3 separate regions of the Mus musculus genome follow, and all the other regions are linked to region 2. Evidence: chromatin contacts called from public Hi-C data. All regions are on one chromosome and are shown on one strand. The core of a region is the stretch at or near the end of the contact, and the rest is flanking DNA. Distances in the headings are between cores, read along the strand shown.

Region 1 (4,431 bases), core at 1,658-4,157, 940 kb before region 2:
ACTTGACAAACACCACGAAGCAAGCTGCAGCCTCCTCAAAGAGTCTGATTCTTGCCTACAACCACTGCCAAAGTCAGTCGGCACAGCTGGAACCCCAGGCCAACCCTCTATTCCCACCCAGATCGCAGCAATGGCAGTAGCTGGGCAACATTCCAGGGAGTCCTTGTGATTGACAGCTCTTTCCTGTCTCCAGGAATGTGCTCAGTGACTCATGGCACCTTATCACTGAGACCTTTGGAAACTTTCGGAGAACTAAACCTTTGACAAGTTGAGGTTAGAAGCAGGGAGCCCCCCTCACCCCCAGTGCCCAGCCTGCCTTTGGGTTGGGTGGGGGTGGGGTGGCACAACACCTGCTGCAGGTGGATGGATGGTAGCTGGGCTCCACTGGAAGGTGCAGAGAAGCAAGAAGGAATATAAGGTACTAAGGACCACCCCCACCCATACACCCTCCAGCCCTAAGGACCAGAATACCTTTGTCTCTCCTTTTCTCCAGAACCTTCTCCACCTTAATGTCCCCATCTTAATGTCCCCAACAAATCAGTGGCCCAAGTGCCGTGAAGCCTAAATGTACAGCTGGCCATGGCAAAGCTTTTTGGAATCCCAATTCTGTATAGTGCAAGCAAGGCAGGCTCCTAGGCAGTTCTCATTGACCCATCTATAGAATGGGCTGTTCCCCCAGCCCTGAGCCTCCAGATTCTACCAAGCAGATGTGGATACAGAGGGGGTTAGAAAGTCAGGAAGGCTGACCACAACAGAGCTACAGGCAGTACCAGGGTATCCCCAAAGGACAAAAGCTCTCTCCGGACAGCACCATGGCCCTTGCCACATACCACAGTGACCTGAGACCTCGTGACACCCTCTAATCAGCAGCTCTAGAGCCGAGCCCGGCTTTACAGCTTACCACAAGCTTATTCAGCCTCATCTCCCTCAATCCCTTCAAGGACAAGGCGAGGCTGGCCTTAGCGTCCTTGTCGCCTGGACAGCCAAGCCCAAGCTAAGAGAACTACCCAAGGTCACCATTAAGAGGAACACAGTCTTTCTGGGGACAAGAAGACTCTTGGATCCCCAGTTGACATATCCAATGGGTAGTATGCCCCACCCATTTTACAGATGAAGAGACTGAGGACAAGAAATACTGCCCAAGGTTAACTGAGTGGCTGAACCAAGGCCTAAGACAACCTCCAACCATCTGCCAATACCATCCTATTGTGGGTTCTCAGCTGGTGCCTAGGTCCCCCTCCAGCCACCCACCATCATCTTGCTAAAACACCTCCCTCTCACCCCCCACTCCCCGATGACTCCCTGGTAGAGAGGGAGGCAGGCAGGCCGTTGCTAAGCACTCACCAGCTCTCTCATAAAAATAAACTCCTTCTGGCTTAGAGACTCTGAGTGAGATCCCCTCCCTACCAGCAACAAAAAAAAAATTTTTTTTTTCTTTTAATTTAAAAAAGATCTCTATGACATTTATTTGAAAGCTAGCTGTGCCAAATCGGAGGCCAATTTACTGACATCCAATTGGAGCCACGTGCTACCAATCCGCAGTCCGAGGACCCTCCGGGTCAAGCGCCTGGCCAGTCTTTGAGATGATTTATTTCCCCAGGCAGGAAATGGGGGCCCAGGCTGTCTCCCAAGCCTTTGGGGCTGGTCCTAGGGAAGGCAGGGATCTGGCAGAGGCCAGGCAGTGACCAAAATAGCCAGGTCGGTGGCCCTGCTGAGCACACGCCTCCCTTGCCGCCAGGCTACAGCCTAGGTTGAGGCTTTGGGACTGTAGGATCTGTTCCTGAGACTGGTTCCTTGTGTGGCTTCCCCAGTGGGAGCAGACCAGAACCTCCCACCCAAAAGAGGAACCCATAAAGTGAAGGGGAGCAGTCTAGAGGAAGATGTGTTCAGCTGGTGCTACCCATTGCCCCTGGCTGTCGTTTCGGGCCTCAGCCCTGCTACTCAAGCCTGGGAGCGACTGTCACACCTGCGTGCCACACCCAGGCAGCACCTGGAGCCATACCGCCCTTTTACCTCTCCTAAATACTACGAAGAACCAAAGATGTCCATTGGGCCCACTGGGCACAAGGGATGGCCTCTCGGGTACAGCTAGAAGACACTAGACTTGCCCCCAACCACAGATCCAGGGATCCAGGCACATTCGGGCACACACACGTGCACACGGCCAGGGTTCCGGAGACACAGCCACACGTACAGGTTCACATAGGCAAGATGTGTGTGTGTGTGTGTGTGTGTGTGTGTGTGTGTGTATCAGAAGACAGAGCCACACGGCCACACTACACTCAGGTAAGGCAGCCCCGGACATAGCCCTGGTCATATCACACACCCCGGGGCGCACATGTACACGGCTGCCTAGGGTGGAGAAACAGCCACTCTCAGAAACAGAGACATCCAGGGACAAGGAGGCACCCCGTGGGACACACACACACACACACACACACACACACACACACACACACCTGCCGCCGCACCAGCAGCCCCAGCCCCTTCGCCAGGGAAACAATAACTCCCTCTCCAGCAGAGCTGAACAGGAGACCCTCAGTCCCTCCCTCAGGGGTGAAGGGGATGAAAGAGCGCGGGGAGGCCAGACCCGCAGGGACCCGGTGAGGTGGCGGAGCGCGGCCCGGGGAGGGGGCTGCAGTCGCGGCCCACACGCCCTGGGTACCTGGGTGGCTAAGCCCACAGCGGATGGCCCGGGGCTGGCGAGGCTGGCGGGACTGGCGGCGATCGCGGCGTTGGCGGCTGGGCACGGGAGCTCGGCAGCAACCAGGTCCCGGAGCACGACGCTGGCGGCGGCGCGGAGGAAGCGGTAATTTATAAGCGGCTTCTCCCTGACCTCGCGTGTCTGTTGTCTGAACAGGCAGCTCTCCGCATCACCCATCCTGCTGGGTGGAAAAATACCAGCTTGGCCGGGCCTGGGCGGGGCCTAGGGAGGGGCCTGGTCTGTCGGCCACGCCCACACACGGGGCGCGCGCGCGCGCGCGCACACACACACACACACACACACACACACACACACACGCACGCACGCGCGCACGAGCTCGGACACACAAAGAGCCGGAGCTCGCCTCGTCGAGCGCGCGCACCCATCCTCATGCTCCATCCAAACGCTGGTGGCTAATGGCACTGCTCAGGCCTCTCATGCAGGCGATGAGGAGTTAGAGACCCAGACCCCTGGCTCATCTCCTGTCCTGATATTACCACACCACAACGCTCTCTAACACACCCACCTAGGTCTGTGGACGAGGCCTGTGGCTGCCGCAGCAGCTAGATCCCTACCAGAATCTGCTCCTCCCCCATTGCCCCGAGTCCTCTCAGGGCCAGTGTGCAGCTCTGCAAGCCTGGCTGAGCTGCCGTGGAAGTGATAATGGAGGCCAAGTCCCCCACCCCCACCCCCACCCCCACCCCTGGCCCACATGAGGCTGTGTTTTCGAAGCGCCCCGACTTCGTCGTGGCTGTGTGACATCAGGCAAGTTCCCCAGACCTTCTGTGTCTTAGTTTCCTCATCTGTAAAACGGAAATAAAAATAGTGGAACTCATCACTTCTGGCTGCTGGGAGGGTCCAAGGTTAACAGTGTAAAGAGTCTGAACAGGACACCAGGCACCTAGGAAGTGCCAAACGAGTGTCAGCAAATGTGACTATTTTTAAATGGAGATGGGGAGTGTGCCATTATTCTTGTCCTTATTTGAATGAGCATGTCCTCCATCTGATTGTACACACCCACAGCCTGGCTGAGCCTGAGGTGGCGCTGTGTGACCTTCAGTAAGGCCTTCCCCCTCTCTGCTTGCCCACTTCCTTTTCTTTCTTCTCCACTCTCTCTGCACATAAGTGTCAATTATGTAGCATGGCTATCCTGTCTCTTAAACTGGGAATGGTAGCCCCAGACCTGACCAGCCTGAATCCATTGTCCTAGGCTGGCATAAGACACCAAGAAGCAAAATAAGGTGGTGGTGTGACTCAAGCCTTTAATCCCAGCGCTGGGAGGCAGAGACAGGCAGATCTCTGAGTTCAAGGCCAATCTGGTTTACAGAGTGAGTTCCACTAAGGCTGCACAGAGAAAACCCGTCTTAAAAAAAAAAAATCCAGACTCACATTTCATTACCCACAGCACAAAGGGCTGAGACCAGGGGGTAGGTCAGAGAGTAGGAAAGTGGCTGTTTTGAACCCAGAGCAGACTTCAGGAAGCCCAGAGCCTTTGGGCAGACAGAAGGGTGGGGGTGGGGAACAGAGGAAGCAAGGGCTGTAAGGCTGCAAAAGCCTGCAGGCATGGTGTCACAGGACTCTACAAAGAGTCAGGGCAGGGGAGGCCACAGAGGCCTGGCAGGCCCAGGGATTCAATTCGGAAAGCCTGGGCAGGCCTGAGCCTAAGAATGATCGACACAGTATCACACAAGGGATGACTGGGAAGAATGGGAGGAGGTGGCTCAGGC
Region 2 (4,667 bases), core at 1,408-3,907:
GTATTATCTCATTGAGTCATTAGTTTTCTTTATGCTCCAAATATCAGCACTTCACAGTGGTTACAAGCCTCGCAGATATCTTTTCCTGTGGCTAGGCATTGCCTCACTTTTGAGGGATGGTTTGAGACAGGATCTCTCTACATAACCCTGACTGTCTTGGAATGCACTGTATAAACCAGGCTAGCCTGGAATTCGCAGAGATCCACCTGCCTCTGCCTTAAGTTCTGGGAGTAAAGGTGTGTACCACCATCCCTGACTCTTCTCACTTTCTTTTCTTTGTTTCTTTTTTTTTTTTAAAAAGATTGTGCTGGGCGTGGTGGCACACGCCTTTAATCCCAGCACTACAGAGGCAGAGGCAGGCGGATTTCTGAGTTCAAGGCCAGCCTGGTCTACAAAGTAGGTTCCAGGACAGCCAGAGTTTCTATACAGAGAAACCCTGTCTTGAAAAAAAAAAAAAAAGCAGATTGTGTGTGTGGGGGGGGGGGGGGGGCACATGTGTGCTCCGCCCCCGCATGTATACCTGCATGCCAGAAGAGGGCATCAGATCCCAGTATAGAGGGTTGTAAACCACCATGTGGTTGCTGAGCATTGAACCCTGGTCCTCTGGAAAAACAGCCAATGGTCTTAACCACTGAACCATTTCTCTAGCCCTTCTCACTTTTTTGATGGCCTTTTTTGTTATGCAAAAGTTTCTCATTGTGATTTACTGATTTTTATTTTATCCTTTGCATTTTTGTGCTGTGGAAGAAATAATGGCCTAACTCTCATCAGTCCTGTGATTTACCTAAGAGTTTTGGAGCTGTCTGTCTTCCATTCAGATCTTTGATTGTTTTGAGCCAAACACAGGCAGTAGGAGGTCAGTGTTCAAAGTGTCCTATTGCATAGAGACAGCCAGTTGTCACGGGGAAGAAGCAAAGGCCAAGGAATTACCTCAGCACCTTGTCAAAAGCCACACCTCACTTTACAGTGCTCAGTTTTGTTCTCACAGTACTAGGAGTTGAACAGACTGGAAGATGCTAGGCAAGCACACTGCCACTGAACCCCCTTTTTATTTGGAGACAAGGACTCACTGAAGTGCTCAGGCTTACCCAGTAGCCCAGGCAGTCCTTGACCTTGAGACCTTCCTTGAGTTTGGAAGGCTGGGGGTATATCTCAGAGCAAAATGCTTGCCTAGCATGTAAGAGGCCCTGAGTCTAGCTCAGAACCCTCCGTCATAGTCTTGTTACCCTTGGTCTGAACACATGCCTATCACAGGACCCTCCAGTGTGTCGGGGCTAAACATTGGAAGTGATGCTTCAAGTGGGGCTTCACAGACCACATTCTTACATTTGAAAATCCCATGGCAGAGAGCTAGCTGGAAGGTAGAGGTTCAGACTAGGGAAGGGAAGTGTCCCACACCATGGTATGCACTGTGCTCCAAATTAACAGAGAGGCCAAAGAGTGATTTAAAAAAAAAGAACCTAGTTAGGAAAGCCCCTGACCTGCTACTGTCCTCTGTGGGTGTATGTGGGGACACCATCTAGGAGCTCTGTGAGGACAGCGTGTAGGTACCAAGTAACAGAAAGTCCTGCGTGCTGCAAGCACATGGCCATGTCTGCCCCCTTGCCCTCCATCCAGGTGCTGCTTCTCGCCCTACCTCAGCAGCGCCTCCTCTCCCCAGCATAGCAGCCCCTTGGCCTGACTCCTGCTGCAGCCGCAAGCCCTGCACCCTTGCCCCAACTTCACTGCTGCCCTCTCTAAGGCTAGGTTTGCAGGGTTTGTGCAGGATGAATAGGGTGCTTTCCTAGCCCCAGAGCCCTTTATCATATGTGCAGACCCTCAGCTAGTCAGTGTGGCTGCCTAGCTCCTGTTATTGGTAGCTATCATCTGCAGACCTTCTGCCCAAATCTGTGTCCTAGAAGTACTGGGCACAGTAGGGGCCCAGAAAATGATGTGTAGAGGAGATGATACCTTTGGAAATGGATCTAATGGGTTTGGACACAGCTAACAAACATTTAGGAAGTTGTGTGCATGTTCCAGAAGCTAACAGTATGTCACCATTGTGCAGTCTCTGCCTTTATTGGTGAAGTTGTATGTGTGGTTGTATGTTTATAGGTTATTTGCATTTTTGTTCTCTGAGCTACTTATGTGAACTGGACTTGAAAACTTTTTGAATCGTAGTTTCTATTGTTGATCTGAAGACTTCTTTGCATATGGAATAAAGCAGAAGACTACAAAGGTCAAACACATGGTGGCATGGCATAGCAGTGTGTGCTCAAAGCCATTAAGTTTAGCCTGACTGTCGAAAAGCTGCTGGAGATGGGGCTGGGTGAGGAACCTCTTTATCTCAAGAGCACAGGGAGCTATAGAGGAGTTCTGAGCAGGAGTGGGATAGGATAGAGTCGATTTTTGAAAATTGCTCTACATACGGGACAATACTGGCTAGAAGAAGGAGCTAAAAGGGTAGACTGGGGCTGGAAAGTACAGGCCATGACTGGTTGCAGAGTGCCTTGTTTTAACTACAGGAAGAAGGCACAGACATGCTTGCTGATGATGGAAAGGTGAGAGGGAGGGGGCGGGAGATGAGGGATGGGATGGCTTCTGCTACACACACTTCCTGTGCTGCTAGCATCTGCACTGTTGTGAGTTACACTATTTTGTTTCTTGCGGTTTTTCTCTCATCCGTTCCCCTACTTCCTCTGTACATAGAAGGAGCAGAGCAAGAGAGGATCCAGGCTAGGTCATTCTCTGGGTGAGTAGGTTTGATTGCCCAACATGAGGCTCTGCCCCAATCATCTCAGACCCACATGGTATCTACAGATTGGTCATCTGTCCCATGCCACAGGACTGACCTCCAACCCAGACAGATGACAGAGCTGTTGCCAGGGTAACCCCAGACAGGAAACATGAAATAAGTATTTCCAGGCAGGATATGGACATGGGAAAAACAGATAGGAGTGTCCCTGAGGGAGCTGGGGGGATCTCAAAAATCACTTGGGTCCCTTGACCCTTAGCTCTGCTGTTCTCATCTCCTCAGGGGCTCTTTCAACACCCAGTTAGCTCCTCTGCTGAGAAGGTTCTGACTGGCAATGTGAGGTGGGCATTTGTCTTATGCTTCCTGCTCACTTGGTAGAGGAAACTATAGGGTTCAGAAGGGGCACCCTCCATACTGAGGTCACAGGCAGTCATCCTAAGCCTGTGTCACAGCAGGCCTAGGCACCGTACCTCCCAACATCAGAAATTGCTATTTTCCTTGTAAATTTTTACATTGATTTTATGTGTATCAGTGTTTGCTTACATGTATATATGTGCACTGTGTGTATGCCTGGCACTCATGGATCTTCTTGGACTGGAGTTAGGACGGTTGTGAGCCCCTATGTGGGTGCTATGAATTGACCCCATATCCTCTTCAAGAGCACTGAGTTGTCTTTCCAGCCCCAGAATTTTATCATTTGCAAACAGATTAAAAACAAACAAACAAACAAACAAACAAACAGCAGGAATATATCCAAGTCAGGTGTAGTAGTGCATGCCTTTAATCCCAGTACTTGGGAGGCATAGGCAGGCAGATCTCTGAGTTTGAGAACAGCCAGGGCTACACAGAGGATAACAAGCAAAACAAAACAGTAATGCAGATATATAGTGAGATATATACTTATACATATATGTGTGTACATACATATATACATACACACACACACACAGGTGTAAGTAGAATGTTTCAGTGGAAGGCCAGTCTTCCTCTTTTCTGTTCCCAGCTCTCCTTGCCCTTTCCAGGGTGTTTCTGTGCCTTCCCTGGCTCATCCTTGTCAGAGGTAGTATATTCAGGGACCAGCAGATCTTCGGTGCCCGCCCCCCTTACCTCCAAAGGTACAAATACTTAATATTAGCACACAGGCCAGCCCTCCAGTACTGTAACCACTATCTTGTTTTGGCTTATAGTTGTAGAGATTTCAGTCCGTGGTTGCTTGGCACCATGGAAGCACAGCCCATCATGGCAAGCTCAGGAGGCAGAAGCAGTTACTAGTCAAGGCCTGAGAAAGAAGAAACAAAGAGTAGAGAGGTTCAGCCACCTTCCAATACTGCCACCCTAGAGGCCAAAGCTTTTTCACACAGACCTTGGGGGTGCAAGGGATATTTAAGATTCCAACAAACCCATCATGAACTGAAAATGTTTGGTGAAAAATTAATTCAATATATCTGCTGACTGACTCCCCAGCTGGGCAGCACCCGTTGTATAGAGCAGGCTGGTGTCCCGTCCCCAGATCCCCGTGGGACACCTGTTCACTGCCTCATCCCAACATCTTGGAAGATGGTCAGACTGCATCTCACTAGCTCAGGGAAAGATCAGAACTCAAGTCTGGAGTGTGTTCACCCACATATCACTGAGTGCATGACACCATTGTAAAGTGAGGGAAACGTAAGTGGAAACATAGCTTGGGGACTGAATGTACTTGCCTTTGTGAGACACAAAGACAAGCAAAGGATAAATGTGGGTGCTGAAAACCAAACTTGGGTCTTCTGTAAGAACAGCAAGTGTTCTTAACCACTGAGCCATTTCCACCCCCCAATTAGGAATTTTTTTTTAAAGCAAGTGAGTTGAATTGTGTTTTGATTGCATTTCTCTAATGTGCATTTAATTACAAGCAGGAGTCCTGAGCAGCTTTCATAGCCTTGGCTGTTTTCTA
Region 3 (4,320 bases), core at 963-3,462, 730 kb before region 2:
CCAGCTGGGAGAGAGGTGAGGTGGGAAATAGCATCTATATGTATATACCTGTGTATATGTACACTTATGTATCCTAAGTAACACATTCCACTTCCAGCATACTGGGCTGAGAATCAATAAATGATGAATCAATGGGTGGGAACATACTGGGCCTGGATATTGGCACACCAGGGTTGGAATCCTAGCTCTGTTGCTTTGGAACCTGGCAACATGTGCTCCACCTCTCTGGTCCTGACTCCTCACTTGCTGGTGATAATACCTACCTGACAGGAAAGTTGTTATACTGAACTCAGGAGCTTTTGTTCCACTCACTGTCTTAAGATTTTTCTTGCTTACCCTGCCTGGTGACTCAGCTACAGTATGGATGCTTTGGTATTGTCTCTAGGCATGACACAGCCATGGTCATATTGAGACCCAAATAGCTTAGATGAACCCCTCACATGATCAGGCATGTTCCCTGGAAGAGTGGACGAGGATCTTTATACCATCACCTGAGATTCTAGCCTCTCACCTCCTCCTATGTCACACCCCCAGCAGTGTACAGTACTGCTAGAGGATACAGGAGACAGGGGGCTAACAGAAGGGACGGCACACACCTCCATCAGTCACCCAAGATAACCTCTTTGGTTCACCAAGATGGAGTTGGTCTATGGCTATCCTGCTGACATTAATAAAAGCTCAAGTCTTCCCAGGAAAGTAATATAACAATAAATGGACAAAGACATCTGAAGATATCCCATTGTGTCTATGTTTGTTAGTGTGAGAATCCAAGATGGTCTCTGCCTACCAAGACTGTGTGGGCTAGCCTCTAAGAGTAACTTTTTCAAGGATTAAGTACCTCCCATGTACCAGGCTCTGTGCCCAGCAACCTTCCTCAAATTTCAAAGTAACTGATCCCATGAGAGAGTAAACCCAAAGGAGTTAGAGTAGAAGAATCTGGATTTGCCTCCGGGCTTGTCTCCAAAGTCTGCCCTCATCAGCACCTTCCCAGGCTGGGGATGTAGCATGCCAAGCTGGCTACGAGCCCCCAAGCAGGTGTCTTCTTCTGGGGAACGGTGAGATATGACGCTGATGAGATGGATCAGAAGGGGTCTGCCTGCTCTTGCCAGGCTGGCCTGCTGGTTGCCTTCTCCTCTGGCTCCAGTGCAGCATTCCTAACCTTTGGTTCTCTTCCCCTGCCAGGGCCAGACAATATGCCAAACAGATATTGCTTGCACAGTGGGTGAAACAAACTCCGGCCTCCCAGGAGGTGAAGTCTGCCGGACTGAGGAGGGGCCTGGGAAGAGGGTGTAACAGGCCCAAGGAGGGCTGTAGTGACACTCTACCAAGGAGGGAGTAAGGGTGTGCCTGGGGCTGGCAGTGCTCCTGAGATGGCTTCAGAGGCGCTTTCACCAGAGGCACTGGTGACTCACCGGCTTCTCCCACACCCAGTCCCCTAGTAGGTGGTGTTGCTCCGTTTGTTGAATGAATGTTAAGATTCACTAGGAAAATTCTTAAGGACTAGTTGCAGTAGGAAGAGGCCAGAGGTCTGGGTGAACTATCCTCAGCTAGGGGCTCTAACCAAATCAGTGCACCAGGAACCCGGCAGCAGAGAAAAGTCTCCCTCTCCACGTCATCCAGCCAGGCTAGTCCAGCTACAGTAGCATCACACAGCCTTTGAGTACACACCCCCTAGGGAGCGAAGACCAAAGAAGCATTTGCTGGACAGTTCCACCTGGGCAGGATCACCTCATCAGTCTGCTCACCAATAGACACTTTCCCCGTGGTCCTTCAGTTCCCCAAGTTCCCCAAGTTTCGTATCCCCAGGGGCCCAGAGAGAAACTAGGAGTGGAAGAAGCAGCCGTGCACGAGCGGACTCGACTAATTGCTGAGGCCCACAAACGCGCAGCCCGAGATGGAGAAGCTCAGAGAGCTGAGGGCAGCTGCACCCACTGGGGTAGCACCCCTGTAAGACCCAGCGCGGATCCAGGGAAAAAGCGGCCCGGATGATGGTGTCACCCGGGCATCAGGAAGCACTTACGTTCGCTGCCATGGTGGGCTTGGTTCGCTGCCGCCGTCTTGCTCTATTCCGCTAGGAATTGGGCTGACGACCGGAACGCAGAATACGGTGACCTCCTGTCTGCCACAGAGCTGCAAGACTTCTCGTGGAATCCAGGACCTGGCGGGACGCAGGACAAAAGTTACCGCCCTGCCTAAGCCTCAAGTTGTCTGCGCGTGCGCATCTTAAGGGCTGCTGGGAAATGTAGTCCGACGTCTGACACGTTCGCCACAAAATTACAAACCACTGTATTTCACTGGTGCGCGTGCGCGCTGCAAGATTTCTGGGAAATGTAGTATCGGTCTAGTTGGAGAGGCGCAAGGGCTGCTGGTCAGTGTAGTTTTCGACTGAGAAGCGGTTCTGGTGCTTAGGACGCGCGGAGGCAGGCGCGCGGCGGGCAGGCCTGGAGGGGGCGGGTCTGTGCGGGCCTCAGTGCCACCCGCCAGGCCTGAGAAGCGGCGAGGGAGGTCACGGCGAGAAGGTGTATCCGCTCCAGCCGCGCCCGCTGCCTCTGCGAGCTGCAGAGGACTGTCGGGAACAACCATGTCCTACTGCCGGCAGGAAGGTGAGTCGGGCGCTGCCATGGAGACCGGCCGGGACGGGCCTGCGAGAGACACGCGATCAAGTGGTCTCCACCGAGCGGCTGTGGGCCCTTTAGTGGGCCTCACGCGGCGGTTTCCAGACGAGAGAGGCAGAGGCTCCGTGAGGAACGAGGCCGGTCCAAGGTCAAGGTGAAGCCCGAACCCGGGCCTCGGAGGGCCTCACGTGGGCCTGGCCAGTGTGGAGCACGTTGTCTCTGGCTGGGAATCGGGGACTGTTAGGAATTAGACACCGTCGCTCCTAGCACTCCCCACGTGGTTCTATCCCGCCCAGGCTTTTTAGCTATCCCGAAAAATTACCGCTTGGGCTAGAGTGGGCGTGCTGAAGTGCATCTGGCAGGAGCATTTAGTGAGCGCCTTCTGTGTACTAGGCACGCTTTTAAACTTAACGTAGCCATTTTTATATGTCGGGTTCCCTTACTGTCCACGTCTTATCAAACGGAAAATTAAGACAGGTTACTCGATCCAGGAACCCACATCAGGTCACGAAACCGGGACCCGCTATGAAAGAGCTTCCTTTCTTCCGTCATTTCTAGCCACGTTGAGGACCACTCACTACCTGTTGTTACCTGTAAGCAGCAACCCAGAAGAATCCAGACCAATCTGTTGCTCTAAGGTCTCCCAGCACTGACTGGCTTCTTATGTCTGAGCTGCCAAACCCGCCAGGCCCTAGTTTCCACTCCTGTAAATTGAGAGATCAGGCGTCATTTACTCTGGTATTCACGAAGCACGTGCCCAAGGCAGGAAAGAGTTGGAGGGCTCTTGAGAATACAAAGCTACAGAGAGACTTGGTTCACCCAGAATTCTCAGCTCCTTTACTCTTAAGTCTAGAGAACATGAGGTACAAAGGAGGAAGTGATCCACCCAAGGCCATACATCCAGTTAGAAGGCCCCAGTCCGCTGTAGAACCCCCTCCTTCCCAGCATCATCATTGGTGCCTCTCCCGAGGACTGTTTCTGTTGGTTAGCACTTGGTGTTCCGCATACGAAAGTCCTTGACCCAGCACTGTTAGGCGGATTCCTAGGATGACTTTTGTTTCCTCCAACCTAGTTGGTAGGTTGATGACGAGTCTTTGAGTTAAGGAGGCTATGCAGATAAACATTTCTACCCCTCTTGATGGATTTACAGACCTCGGGTTTTTCAGGAAGGAGGATGGGTCCATCAGCTGCTAATGCAACATAGAGCCCGTCTTCTTCCTGGTTCAAAAGGTGTGTGTGTATGTGTTTAGTGGTTCTCCGTTTTTGAGACAGTCTCAGTATGTGCCCCTAACTCAAATTCTTCTCTTCGTCCCAAATTCTGGAATTAAAAACACATGCCGCTACCTACAGTCTCTGTGAGTTCAAGGCCAGTGTAAAATAAATTGCATGTTCCAGGCCTGCCAGAGCTACATAGTGAGATCCTGTCCAAAAACAAACCAAAAAATAGTATGTAAGGACTTAGGAGACCATGCGGTGTTATTCTTCCAGTCTCATGTTCTTCCTCCTGCTCCTCAGCTCTTCTGGCTGTGCCCTTTGTCAGGTGCTTTCTTCCTCCAGCTCTCTGAATTGCTAACTTATCCTTTAAGAACCAGCCCAAAGCCGGGCGTGGTGGCACATGCCTTTAATCCCTCACTTGGAAAGCAGAGGTGTGTGGAGTCCTCTGAGTTCTAGGACAGCCAGAGCTATTTTACAGGGAAAACCCTGT

The links. A called contact is a pair of places that touch in the nucleus more often than the background predicts.
Region 1: a contact with region 2 is called in a Hi-C map of CD8 T cells, with 6 times the contacts expected there. The contact joins the promoter of Slc6a6 here to the enhancer-like site in region 2. A contact is called at or near these places in 2 of 484 Hi-C or Micro-C datasets (CD4 T cells and CD8 T cells) and 3 of 115 datasets of contacts at active chromatin or transcription factors (extraembryonic endoderm stem cells, memory CD8 T cells and pancreatic cancer cells).
Region 3: a Hi-C map of bone marrow-derived macrophages shows a contact between it and region 2, with 2.5 times the contacts expected there. The contact joins the promoter of Tmem43 here to the enhancer-like site in region 2. A contact is called at or near these places in 1 of 484 Hi-C or Micro-C datasets (bone marrow-derived macrophages), 4 of 115 datasets of contacts at active chromatin or transcription factors (bone marrow-derived macrophages, embryonic stem cells, memory CD8 T cells and 1 more) and 1 of 9 other capture datasets (adipose tissue).

The regions. Positions count from the first base shown.
Region 1 is chr6:91,682,543-91,686,973 of GRCm38.p6, reverse strand. Slc6a6 (solute carrier family 6 (neurotransmitter transporter, taurine), member 6) reads right to left here and starts at 2,907. Exons shown (of 15, transcript NM_009320.4): 1 at 2,666-2,907.
Region 2 is chr6:90,738,906-90,743,572 of GRCm38.p6, reverse strand. All of the region lies in intron 1 of Iqsec1 (IQ motif and Sec7 domain 1), which reads left to right. Among named protein-coding and RNA genes, the nearest start is that of Iqsec1, 69 kb to the left of the region's middle. Within about 2 kb of position 2,657, at least 108 of the 459 cell types and tissues checked have an H3K27ac peak or open chromatin away from gene starts, as enhancers often do. A contact at or near this core is called in CD8 T cells, bone marrow-derived macrophages, memory CD8 T cells and 1 more, where this site is marked.
Region 3 is chr6:91,471,599-91,475,918 of GRCm38.p6, reverse strand. Tmem43 (transmembrane protein 43) reads right to left here and starts at 2,212. Exons shown (of 12, transcript NM_028766.3): 1 at 2,021-2,212. The coding sequence starts at 2,032. It overlaps Chchd4 (coiled-coil-helix-coiled-coil-helix domain containing 4), which reads left to right and starts at 2,496. Exons shown (of 3, transcript NM_133928.2): 1 at 2,496-2,603. The coding sequence starts at 2,582.